Linked DNA regions of Pan troglodytes: region 2 is linked to region 1. The links are chromatin contacts, called in public Hi-C maps. All regions are on one chromosome and are shown on one strand. Each heading gives the region's core, a stretch centred on a gene start, on an enhancer-like site or on the middle of the called end of the contact. The rest is flanking DNA. Distances are from core to core; before and after follow the strand shown. Region 1 has its middle 79 kb from the start of EMP1. Region 2 holds the start of GRIN2B (glutamate ionotropic receptor NMDA type subunit 2B).

Evidence for each region. Hi-C and Micro-C count contacts between places; a contact is called where the count stands out from the background.
Region 2: a Hi-C map of stem cell-derived neural progenitor cells shows a contact between it and region 1, with 3 times the contacts expected there. The contact joins the promoter of GRIN2B here to the enhancer-like site in region 1. A contact is called at or near these places in 1 of 7 Hi-C or Micro-C datasets (stem cell-derived neural progenitor cells) and 1 of 1 datasets of contacts at active chromatin or transcription factors (stem cell-derived excitatory neurons).

Annotation. Positions count from the first base shown.
Region 1 is chr10:20,422,643-20,425,875 of NHGRI_mPanTro3-v2.0_pri, reverse strand. No RefSeq gene overlaps it. Among named protein-coding and RNA genes, the nearest start is that of EMP1, 79 kb to the right of the region's middle. Within about 2 kb of position 1,740, at least 7 of the 24 cell types and tissues checked have an H3K27ac peak or open chromatin away from gene starts, as enhancers often do. A contact at or near this core is called in stem cell-derived neural progenitor cells, where this site is marked.
Region 2 is chr10:21,124,589-21,127,821 of NHGRI_mPanTro3-v2.0_pri, reverse strand. GRIN2B (glutamate ionotropic receptor NMDA type subunit 2B) reads left to right here and starts at 1,693. Exons shown (of 15, transcript XM_016922999.4): 1 at 1,693-1,912; 2 at 2,252-2,486.

The sequences.
Region 1 (3,233 bases), core at 491-2,990:
GTGGTGATAAAGAGAATCCTGCCTCATCTCTACTTCCAGGACAAAGAAGCCGTCTATTGTGGTTCTGCGTTCCCTTCCCTGGCAGGACCCCTTTGTGTTGTGACTGTGACAGACTCAGTTCATTAATAGATCAAGTGCCTATGAGTAGCAAGGGGATGAGTCCTCTGGGACTTTCCCTGACTCCTTCCCTTTCTTTCTCATCAGTTCACACAGCCCTCTAGCCCGTGTCTGCCATGCAAGACAACCAGGCAGCACCCACAAAATGTTGCGTATGGTGTATGTGTTTAGTGTACAAGGGGTTTCTTGGCACAGAGCTGATCTTAGCTGAGGGTGGAGTCTGATGCCTTCAGCCAATTCTTAAAGGCTACAGATCAATGTCCTTCTCCTTGGTGTCAGCATTGCAAATATGCAATGCTTCGATATGCGGCCTGCTAGTGGCTCCAACTATGAAGAGGTTCTCCAAGTGGCTTCTCCCACTAGTGTAGTGGGAGAGGCACAACATACACACAGGAAAAACTGAATAAGAAGTCATGATTCTAGACACCAATGTGTAAAGAAAGGGCCAGCTGAGGGGCTCACAGAGCACTATCAGCGATCAGAGGATAGGAAAACTCCCTCCGACAGAAGTTGAGGGCTCACCTGAGCCCCAAGAGCTACAGAAAGTGGTCCTGGTGCTGTGATGAAGTGGGCAAGCTCTTCCCTCTACTTCAGGGTGGAACACTGGAAGGGCATATCACAAGGTGTATCATCCACGAGGAGGAAGGAGAACATATGCAACACATCTGAATCTTCAAAGGTAATAGGCTCTTGAAGATGCCGGGCTGTCTTTAGCCCCAGATCTTGGGGCTTATTGCAGGGCATGACTCTTATCTAAAGGCTTCACCACGGAACCTCTGACTACTCAGTGACCTTCTTCTGGAGGACAAAACTGATTTGCAATTAAGTTCCTAGGGATGAGCAAGAGGAGAGAAGTCAGGGACCTGGTTATTCACAATTTTTTTGTCCATTTATTCATCAGTTCACTCACATAATCATCTATCCATCCATGTATCCATTCCATCTTTCATTCACTCACTATGTATTTTATATAGCAATTGTTATGTGCCCAGCCCAGTGTCCTGCGTTATGAGAAGTACAATTGTGTATCTCCTTTCCTTCTACCCTAAGGAAGATTCTACAATCCTCTACTCAGTGTTGAAGATTCTCCTCTTCTGTCCCACCCCATCTGGGGGAGCAGATGTCCTATGACATTCACACAGTTCATTCCGCCGCAGAAGCAGTGCCCTAACAGCGCTGATCCCACTGCTCTCAGCAAACCCTCTCATACTGGATCTAACTGTTTAGACATGACAGATCCACCCACCCACTTCCCAAAAGGACAAAGAAGATAGGACTCAGTGTGCTGGCCCCTTAGAATCAAATATCATGTTTGCCACTGACAACTGACCTGTGAGCTGGTTCCAGTCTCCGCCTCACATGGGCCCCCTCCCTAGGTGTTCACCTAGAACCATTCCAGTCGCCTTTTTTCCTCGCCTGCTGCCTCACTCCCACCCTCTGCCTTTGTGGGATTTGTGACAATCTTTGCTCTTTAAAATATTTTCTGGAGTGTATTTGTGTGTCTTTAGTGGTGGTGGAATGCTGTATAATTATCTCCCGATTCATCAGGCTCCTTAACAGGCAAATGCCTTTCTTTCCAATAAGTTTCTCTGGCTGAGGCACCAATAGGCCTTGTTGCTACGGAAACCAGAACGTTTCTTTCTCTATTTTAATGGTATGTTGAAAGTGCGGCGTGCATGTGCATGCACACATATGGTGGCTGCTGGTCTTTTCAGCTCTTTTTTCCTTCCCTACCTCTGCTGACCTGTCTGGCATTTTCCCGACCTCACATGTTTCAGGACGTCCCTCTCATCCACAGCCCCTGCTTGCCCCCTTCCTGCCTTTCACTGTGCCTCCACCTCCCCCTACCCTTCCATCTGGTGTTCTCAGCTGTTTAAAAAAAATACCAGTTGGCTTTGCATGAAATCTAAGAGAGAGAGGCAAATAAAAGGTAATTGTGGAAACAAAGCACTGCAAAAGGCTTTGACCAGCCAGGTGTTTCCTGCTGGAAGGCTAGTGGCCTCACTTGGCCATCTTCCTAGCACATGGGGCTGCTTCGGAGAAGGAGAGGGGATGGAGAGAGAGCAGCTCGGTGCAAGAGTAAAGAGAGAGCATATCCCCGCAGCACCATCTGCTGCTGCTGCTCCTGGGCACAGAGGAACTTCTCTCCACCCAAGTCCCTGGGTTTGGTTCAAGGACTATTGGAGGAGGGGAGGGCTCTGTTGAAATTTATTTGTTTATTCAGTTAGTCAACAAACACTCACTGAACACTTAGCATATACCAGGCACTGTTCTAGGCACTGGGGATATGCTGAGGGTTCCTGTCCTCGAGAAGCAAGCCTTGCTCACAGACAGTTGCCAAGGCAGCATGATAAGTGGTGAGAGGCACAGTGACATTTGGGCTCTGGAATGAGACAAGCTTAAGTTTGAGCCCCAGGCCACCATTTTTTAGCTGTGACCTTGGGTAAATGACTAAACCTCTAGAAAGCTCAGTTTCCTTATCCCTAAATGTAGCTTTATAATAAAGTTGTTTCAGAAGATAATAAAATAATGAGTCTTTATTAGCATAATCAATAAACGTTGGTTGCCAATGTTGTCTCTTTCATTATTATTACCATTATCAGGGTCTTAAGGGGCTCATGGTAACATGCAAGGTGCCCACAGACATAGGCAAGGCAACACCAAGAAGGGTTTGACCAGACATTTTCTGAGTAGGAAAGTATGAAGAGCATTCTAGTCAGAGGGCACAGCATGTGCAAAAGACCTACAGCGTAGACAAGGGAGTGCGTATGTGGCTGCTGTGTCCTGTGTGCATGTCTGGGAGTGGGGGCACAGTGGACTCTGGCTAGGCTGTGAGGACACTGACGGCTAGGGGGTAGGGATTGAAACGGACCCTCCAGTTATGGAAGTACACAGGAGGTTTTTAGATTTAAGAGAAGCACAGGCAGATGCACTCTTTAGAGAGAAGAGTTTTTCCTTGTGACACACAAGATGCCAAAATTAAGGGGCTCCTGAACCTCCGCTGGCTTTAAGAGTCAGTGGTGCCAGGGGATCCTGGCCAGCTGCACGTAGCAAGTGATCTCTTGCTCCACTTTGCCCCATCCTCCCGGTGCATTCCAGGCCACACGCAGCTGGGA
Region 2 (3,233 bases), core at 444-2,943, 700 kb before region 1:
ATCTCTCATTTCAAAATTCTTGCAATTTTTACAGAAATCAATTCAGGCTTGGTTGACTGAAAAATATCCCCAGAGGAGGTGGGACTTGAGCTGGAAACTGAAGAGGAGTGTGGACTCAATTAGGTGGAGGAAGTATGAGCGTTCATTCTTCCCTGTACACTTGGAAAAGTGAACAGGGTGGAATGGAATTGCAACAGGGTTCAAGTAGGGAGGAAAAGGAAAGAAAATAGAGAAGAATAGTGTAATTTTGGTGAAGGGACTGAGGATAGGAAGGGGAACGTGGGCTATGAGCCAGAAATAAAAAATATAAAAATTTAAAAAGTAGATTCAAGGTCAACCCATGAAAATCCTTGAGTGAGCTTGGATGTTATTCTGAAGGTAATGGACCAGGTAACGGTAATTTTCCTGGAAAATTCAGGGAAGAGTGTTTCAGGAAATCTCTATTAGGTTCTTGCTTTCTGCATTCTATACTCCTCTTGGAATCGGCGTTCTAACAACTGCAAACCTGCCCATAGGCAGGTGAACTTCAAAACCCTGGAGACAAATTATTAGAGGGGCTTGGATTGGCTGTTGTGTATCAAGAGGGCACAGCAACTCTGGGGTGCTTCGACACTTCCCCAAAGTAGTGAAAGATCAGTTCTAACTCTCAGAAAAATAGAAAACCATTACTGAGAAGGAATAATTTGCATGTGAACACACTCTATTTGTGTTTTCACACAATGCTTATGTGTTCGTGTGTGTTAAATATGTTAGATTCAAAAATTAAGCCTGAGAAAAACCAGGAAACAGAAGAATTACTGTAGCTCAGAAGTATGAGTAGTCTGGTCTACAGGACAGCAAAAACATATCTGATGGCTTCTACAGACTAAAGTTCCAAGCCACTAGGTATATCCACTCACACAGCCTTCTCTCCTGTGCGTTTGTATGGCCGCTTCTCAGGAATGCTGGTGAGAAGCCCATGATATAACCAATATGAAAATGTTCCACCACTGTAGTATTCTAGATATTTGAAAAGACAATGGATGAGAATGAAAATGATGCATATAGAATAATATTAATGTTAAAAGTAAACAATACTACAGGTGGTGATAAGGGCTATTAAAATATAAAAGAGTTCAATAGGAAGAGAAATGAATGGATGTTTGCCTTTTCAAAGAGGGTGGGTTTGTAAATGCCAGGAAATCCAGTTTCCTTTAGGGATTATTCACGGGCCTCACCATCTTCTCTTCTCAAGGCATTTAAATAACAGGATCCACTTTAATAAAAAATGTCAAACTCCTCACGCCTTCACTAGCAGCCAGAAAAGCACGCGTATGGTCTATACTATACAATTTAGCCACGAATGACACCTGCTTTGCTTTGTTTTCTATTGTGTTAGGCGTCAGCCTCGTGTGCTCAGATAGATCTTAAGCTCCTTGAAGGCAAGAAAGAACCCGGTCCCAGACTGCGTCCGACACACAGAATGCTCGTAGGAAGCACAGGCTGATTTATGGAAAATACGGCAAGGGTCTTCAATTTCGAACTACAGCTCCGCCTTGGAGATGCTTTCCGCAGCCCGCGGGCCGCCCACGGGGGGCACTGTCTAGCTCCCCTCGTCCCTCAGCCGCTCTCCGTCGGTGCTGTTCCCCGCTGCGGCCGGGAGGAGGCGCCACGGACTCGGGCTAAGCTTCTTCCCCCTTCCGTCCCCCTTCCATCCCCCTTCCCACCCCACTTCCCCAGCACATGACGTGGGAAGCTGCCTCCGCCAGAGTCTTAGCAAGAGGAGTGAGGGGGTGCAGGGGCTTGGGGGTGGGGTGGGGTGGGGGGTGTGCAGAAAGAGGACACGCGCGCTCACACCCGCCCCTGGGAGCAGAAGCAGTATCTTCCCCAGCTTCGTGGGTTTCTCCTCCCCCCCGGAGTCAGGGTGTGCGAGGTAGGGTGTGTGTGTGTGTCTGTGTGTGTGTGCGCGGCACGTTTTTGAGTGTGAGACCCAAATCCAGACCAGGCAACCTGCGTTCCCCGCGCCTCCCCCCGTCCCCGGTGATTAATACCCATTTTTCTGACGCTCCCCTCCTCCCCTCCTGCTCTCCCTCTCCGGCTGCCGCGCGGTTGACTTGCACAGCCTGCCCCCGCCCGCTTCCCTTCCCCCGGCTCCGATCCTCACCAACTGGAATCTGGGCTCCTGCCTCTCCACCCCCTACCTCTTTTTGAGAAAGGAAGGTTCCCCCCACCCCCTTTCAAAAACCACTTCCTCCGGCTTCTTCACCTCTAGGAAATCTCGGGGCTTCGCTCTATCGAGAGTGCTCGTCAAGGGTGATTCTTGATCACCACCATCCAGTAGTGCTGGCGTCCGAATGCATATCCTTTTGCCCTGCAAAGAAGAGTCATGAACTTCAAAACCCCCGAGACGGATCATTAATCCTGCTTTGCAGGAAAGGAAAACCCTCCATTCCCAGCCACCGGCCACCCCTCTCCGCAGACTGCAACCGCGGAGGCGCTCGGAGCCGGTACGTAAAGATGGGCTTTGGAGTCTCTCCTTTGAATGTAGGGGTTTGGGGGTGTCAGGCAGATAAAGGGTCGAAGCCGTGAAATCGTGAACCAATCTGGCATGAGGTAAAGCTCTGAAATCCAGCAGAACCCGGCACTTGCTAATTTGGACGTGGCTTTTTTAAAGGTTTTTTTTTTTTGTGGGGGAGGGGGTGCTGTGACTGGGTAGGGCTGTCTCTGGTCTTTTGGGGGGTTTCATCCCTTCACCTAGCAGAGGGGCAGGGCAGCGGCGCCCCGGGCCGGACCCACGCGCCGAGCCCATCCGTCCAATCGACACGTTGCAGGTGAAGCCCCGTGCGCTGCACCTCAGCGCGGCGGCAGCGTGAGTGTGCGCGGGGGTGAGTGTGCGCGGGGGTGAGTGTGAGTGCGCGCGGGGCGCGTGCGCGTCGGGGGCGTGTGTGCGCGCGTGTCAGTGTGCCCCTTCCAAGAAATGCCCAGTGTGCACCCCGTGCACAATCAGAACCCATTCAGCCCAAGCCCGGGGTGGGAGGCGGCGCTGCTGCTGGAGGCGATGGGGAGAGCGAGACAGACATGTCAGCAGCAATGCAGATGGGGCTGGGGGCCGCACTCGCTGGCGAGTTAAGTGGGAATTGTGTTTCTGCGTGTGTGTGAGTGTGTGTTGCTGTATGGTGCCGCTTCTCCCCCCCTTCCTCCTTCCTTCCCACTTCCCTCCTTCGCTCGCTCCCTCCCTCTCTCCTCTTCCATTC